2 separate regions of the Callithrix jacchus genome follow, and region 1 is linked to region 2. Evidence: chromatin contacts called from public Hi-C data. All regions are on one chromosome and are shown on one strand. The core of a region is the stretch at or near the end of the contact, and the rest is flanking DNA. Distances in the headings are between cores, read along the strand shown.

Evidence for each region. Hi-C and Micro-C count contacts between places; a contact is called where the count stands out from the background.
Region 1: a contact with region 2 is called in a Hi-C map of skeletal muscle, with 3 times the contacts expected there. The contact joins the enhancer-like site here to the promoter of GCLC in region 2. A contact is called at or near these places in 2 of 3 Hi-C or Micro-C datasets (both in skeletal muscle).

What each region holds. Positions count from the first base shown.
Region 1 is chr4:61,874,063-61,876,762 of calJac240_pri, reverse strand. KLHL31 (kelch like family member 31) reads left to right here. Exons shown (of 3, transcript XM_002746659.6): 3 at 1,060-2,700. The coding sequence ends at 1,792. Among named protein-coding and RNA genes, the nearest start is that of KLHL31, 14 kb to the left of the region's middle. Within about 2 kb of position 1,377, at least 8 of the 16 cell types and tissues checked have an H3K27ac peak or open chromatin away from gene starts, as enhancers often do. A contact at or near this core is called in skeletal muscle, where this site is marked.
Region 2 is chr4:61,777,245-61,779,944 of calJac240_pri, reverse strand. It overlaps GCLC (glutamate-cysteine ligase catalytic subunit), which reads left to right and starts at 1,437. Exons shown (of 15, transcript XM_078370701.1): 1 at 1,437-2,065. The coding sequence starts at 1,916.

The DNA of each region.
Region 1 (2,700 bases), core at 128-2,627, 97 kb before region 2:
ATTATTTTATATATTTATGATAAAAATTAAACTTCCATTTATATAAAATGTTCAGAAAGTCATGCTTATGTCATGGTAGTAGTATAAAGTCAAACATAACTAATGAGCAAGATCTGAAAATGTGTGTAGTATTTCATGAAAAATATTCTTTATTATTCCATTGTGTGTATGCATTTAAAATAACCCAATTAACTAATTTTCAGTGTTTAATTTGTAACTATAGTTGTTTAATTTGGGAGTTAAATGGGACAAAGATAAACATCAGACTGAAGGAGTGAGTTCTGTATTTACAATACTTCTAAACTACAGGACAGGATCAGTTCACTATGCTTGTTTTCTTTCTGCTGAAAAGACACCTGTTAGTACTCAAGTCGAAATCAATTTCAATGCTTACGCATGGATAGTTCCAAGCACTGAAAATATATATATATATATATATATATATTTATCCCTAAACTAAAAAGTCTTCTTTATAAGTGCTGAAAAATAGAAGAGTGTAGGAAGTTAAGCCTTTGTTGATGCTTTTAGGCATGTATTCCATTGATCTCAATCTAACAGACAAGAGAAGACATGGTGGAGTGGCTTGGCTTTACTGTCGCAATGGCCAGGATAGGTGTAGGAATAAGGGGTTTGTGAGGAGTGGAGAAATCCAGTCAGTCAATTTGTATCTTAAACAGTGAGAGGCAGTTAGAAATGGATAGCATCTGAAGATATGCAGAATTGACTTTAATATGGCGGTGCCCACCTCTGATCGCCACAAAAGCCACATCTCATAAATCCCACTGGATGATAGATATTTGAATATGGAGGAAAGAAGGACTGAAAGATTCAGTCTCTGGGCTCTTCTCCAAGTGGCCCCATAAAGGGAGTGATCTTATAAACGGGGGAGGGGAGGGGGCGAGGGGAAGTCAATGCCGGCTTTGCCTTTTCCAAGTGTCACACATTTTTACTGGCTGAGCGAGAAACGCCAGCCTCCAGGTAAGGAGCGTGGTTTGCAGAGTAACAGGGGTTTCCCAGCTGCCGCCGCCAAGGCTGTCACGCCTCCTCTGCCATTTCCAGGTACGATCCGCGCTTCAACACCTGGATACACCTGGCCAGCATGAACCAGAAGCGCACGCACTTCAGCCTGAGCGTGTTCAACGGGCTTCTGTACGCCGCGGGCGGCCGCAACGCAGAAGGCAGCCTGGCCTCGCTGGAGTGCTACGTGCCCTCCACCAATCAGTGGCAACCGAAGACGCCCCTGGAGGTGGCGCGCTGCTGCCACGCCGGCGCGGTCGCCGACGGCCGCGTGCTGCTGACCGGCGGCTACATCGCCAACGCCTACTCGCGCTCGGTGTGCGCCTACGACCCGGCCAGCGACTCGTGGCAGGAGCTGCCGAGCCTGAGCACACCCCGGGGCTGGCACTGCGCGGTCACGCTGGGCGACAGAGTGTACGTGATGGGCGGCAGCCAGGTGGGGCCGCGCGGGGAGCGCGTGGACGTGCTGACAGTGGAGTGCTACAGCCCCGCGACCGGCCAGTGGAGCTACGCGGCGCCGCTGCAGGTGGGAGTGAGCACTGCGGGCGCCTCGGCGCTGCACGGCCGCGCCTACCTGGTAGGGGGCTGGAACGAGGGCGAGAAGAAGTATAAGAAGTGCATCCAGTGCTTCAGCCCCGAGCTCAACGAGTGGACGGAGGACGACGAGCTACCCGAGGCCACCGTCGGCGTGTCCTGCTGCACCCTCTCGATGCCCAACAGCGTGACTCGGGAATCCCGGGCCAGTTCGGTGTCTTCCGTGCCAGTCAGTATTTGAGCCCAGGTAGACGCAGGGACGCCGGAAGAACACGTTATTTATTTATAGAGCCACGTGGTTAACCTTTGAGTTCGCGAAAAGGAAAATATTTAGCATTTACTACACTGATCGTATGGTAAAACATGTCGAGGCACATGTCTTGATGGCTTTAAATTCCTGGTATGGCATAATCTACCTCTGTGTCTTCTTTTTTTTTTTTTTTTTTTTTTTTTTTCTTAGCAAAATCCAGAGCCATAGCCAACAAAAGAAATTTATTTCAGTGGCCACTGGGTGGCAGACGGAATTCGTTACAGGCACTCTTCCAAGGCGGCACGTTTCCCGAAAGTATAGCGGTTACACCCACATTTGAGATTTTTTTTCCTCCACACGTTAGTACACTTGAGGTTTATGTAAGTGATTTCGTGTTCAAAAGTTTATTTTCCTCTCTCCTTTTTTCTTAACGAAGTTGAAGGTATTCGTATAGATTTTATTTAAAAATGAAAATCATCGATATCCGTAAAGACTTAAGATTTAATTCTGTATTTTAACGCAATTCCCCCCCATACTTGATTGAGTAAAGGATTTTGAAAGATATCCCATGACAATGTAATAAAGCTTAAAACAAAATCTGACTGAAAAGGAATAGGGATTCCACCCAGGGACTGCAGTTAATAACCTTTGTGTTAGCCAAAATTCCTCTTCCTCCATACCTCAGGCCCCAGCGTATTTTCTGCCATAATCCTGCTCTCAATGAAGGAATCGATATTAGTCATTTAATTTATGGTGTAAATTTGAGTCATTTGGTTGTTTAAACTAGAAGTATTTGCATTTTATCCCTTGTCCTCTATTCAAGAAGAATTTCAAGTACCCTGGGAGCCTTACCCTCACCCTAAAGGCTACACCAATCTGTTGAAAGGAAGCCTTGGCCC
Region 2 (2,700 bases), core at 188-2,687:
CAGGGGAATTCACTATTTAGTGTGGAGCTATTTTTAAAATGAGTCTATCAATAAAGTACGAATGCAACCAAATACAGAGAGGAATAACTGTGACTCCAAGGATGAACCTGAGTGTGTCAGGTGGAGAATTTCAAGCAGGAAAACAACAGAGTGCCAGGACCATATACAGATCTAGTGAGGTTGGTGGGAGGGCAAAGGAAGTTTTTGAAAAGGTTGTGGAAAAATTAACTGTGGTTTGGTCTCTATCCCAGCTGTGTGATGAGGATGAAAACATCTCCTGAGCTTCAAACATCCCCACCGCGCACACACACACACACACACACACACACTCTCACACCATTGTAGAAATCCCAGTCAGACCTTGGGTATTAATGTCCCCAGGCTCTGTGAGGGGCACACCCAATATGAGAAGAGAATCCTATCATATACTCGTAAGACAATTAACAAGTGCTTACTAAATGTTAACTCTGTAGTGCCAGGGAAGAGGGTATGAAAAATACACACTTTCCTGGTAGGTACATGTATATCTAGTTGCTTTCACTTTTCCCCTGACAGGTCATTGCTCTGTAAACATATATTTATTGAACAATTATTTGGGGGCAAGGTAATTCCTTCCTCTCCTTTCCCTCCGAGATAAGGTCAACTCTAGGTGTTCCCACTATCTTCAGCCCCCATCATAGGCTCACATGAACGTCATTTTGATCACTTAATGAATGAATCTTAGGTTTACATGGAGGATAAACTTTTGGAGATGGTTCCTCACATGGTCTGTCCGGAGACTTTTTGCAATAAATGGTGTCCGTGCCATCCAGAGAACATATGTTAATCAAGAGAGTAGCGAATAATGATGATTTACACATGTTGACAAGTTGATTCCTCTTAATAATCGGGTCAATTTACTGGCCATCAACACTATACACATGTACACTATGCACATAATTATGACATCTGTAAAAGATAGAATTAATCTAATTTTATGCAGATGTGGGAAGAACTTCTCCAAGTCTCACAATCAGTAAGTGATGGAGCCTAGAGTTGAACTGTTTCACCTCACTCCCATGTAAACACTTTTCTCAACACATTCTACCGCCCTCACTCTGATTCAAGTGTGAGGCCCTGTCCAACTAAAAAATAACATGGTGGGTTCGTCATTGATTCAAATAATCAACTTTCTTCCTCGACCCCAAGTTTATCTCTTTTGGTTTGGAAAAAAAAAAAAAATGCATTTTGACATGTCGCGTTTGCTTAAAGCGAGGCCGACCTCACGCCCCGCTCCCGTCAGCTGCTCTCTTCGACACCGCCCCAACCTCCCCGGTACCCGCCTCCTTTGCGTCCCGGGTTCCCACCCGGCTCCCGGCCGCGCCTCCGCCGCTGCACCGCCTCCTCTCCACGCCTTCGCCCGTAGTCTATAAAACCCGGAGCGACGGATCGCGCCCAGGAGCGGCCAGCTAGCGGACGCGAAAACTGGGCATGCTCGGCGGCGGCGCAGGTTTTGGTCACAAGTAGGAAGAAGCCAGTGCACCACGCCGGCTAAGAGAAGCGGGAGCCGCCGCGGCAGTGTGGCCGTGGAGTCCGCCGCCGCCGCCGCATCGGAGCAGGAGCAGGAGCAGGAGTAGGAGCGGGAGCAGGAGGGAGCGGGTCTGAGCAAGGCCGCCGGGCTGAGAGCCGTCCCGCCTGCCCTTGGTCTTCTGCCTCCGCGTCCGCGCAGTGCGTAGGACCCAGGGTCTGTCACCTGGGCGCCAGGGGTCGCCGCCGGGGAGCCGGAGCGGGCGGGACCCTCCCTCTGCCGACTGCGGCCCGAGGGCGCCCCCGCGGGGTGGAGCGGCAGCTGCCTTCTGCTGGCGGCTGAGTGTCCGGCTCGCGCCCGTAGCGGGCGACCGCCGTCAGCCCCGAGGAGGAGGAGGAGGGGGCGGCCATGGGTCTGCTGTCCCAGGGCTCGCCGCTGAGCTGGGAGGAAACCAAGCGCCATGCGGACCACGTGCGGAGGCATGGGATCCTCCAGTTCTTGCACATCTACCACGCAGTCAAGGACCGGCACAAGGACGTTCTCAAATGGGGAGATGAGGTGAGCGCCCGCGGCCCCCGCCCCCGCTCGGCACCCCTGTCAGGCCGCTAGCGTTGCCTTTGTCTGGCCCTACACCCCTGCCCGATCGCGGTCCGCGTTCTCCACTGTGTCCGGGGGTCCTCGAGCGCCTCCCGGCCCCGGGAGCATCGTCCCTGCCTTCTCCTAGTCGGTGTCCAGGGCCATCCTCCTGACTAGACTCATTTCTCGTTCATTCATTATTTAGGGTTTTCCCCTTCATTCCATAAACACGGACTGGGCTCTGGGAGGGCGTGAACATGAAAAAGTGACATTAGGTGCTGCGAGTCTTCAACCTGGTGTATCTGCAGACCGGCAACTACCAGGATCCACCTTACAAGTTTAAAATTTGCTTTTGCGATCAGTATGAAAGAGGCTAAGTTGTCCTAGCAGGCCTGCTGCTTTTAGAAATCAGGTCCTCAGGATGTCCACTTTCGCTCTACCTCATGCAGGTGTCTTTTTCTTAAAACTCCCCAACTTATCATCTCCCTTTCCCTCCAACACACACACTTTGTAGTTATAAATTGAAACCAGTAAATTACAGCTTAGTTTTCCTATAAGGGGGAGGAACCTTCCCTATCCTGTTTAATTCTAAGTGGGAATGCTTTTAAAAGCTTCAA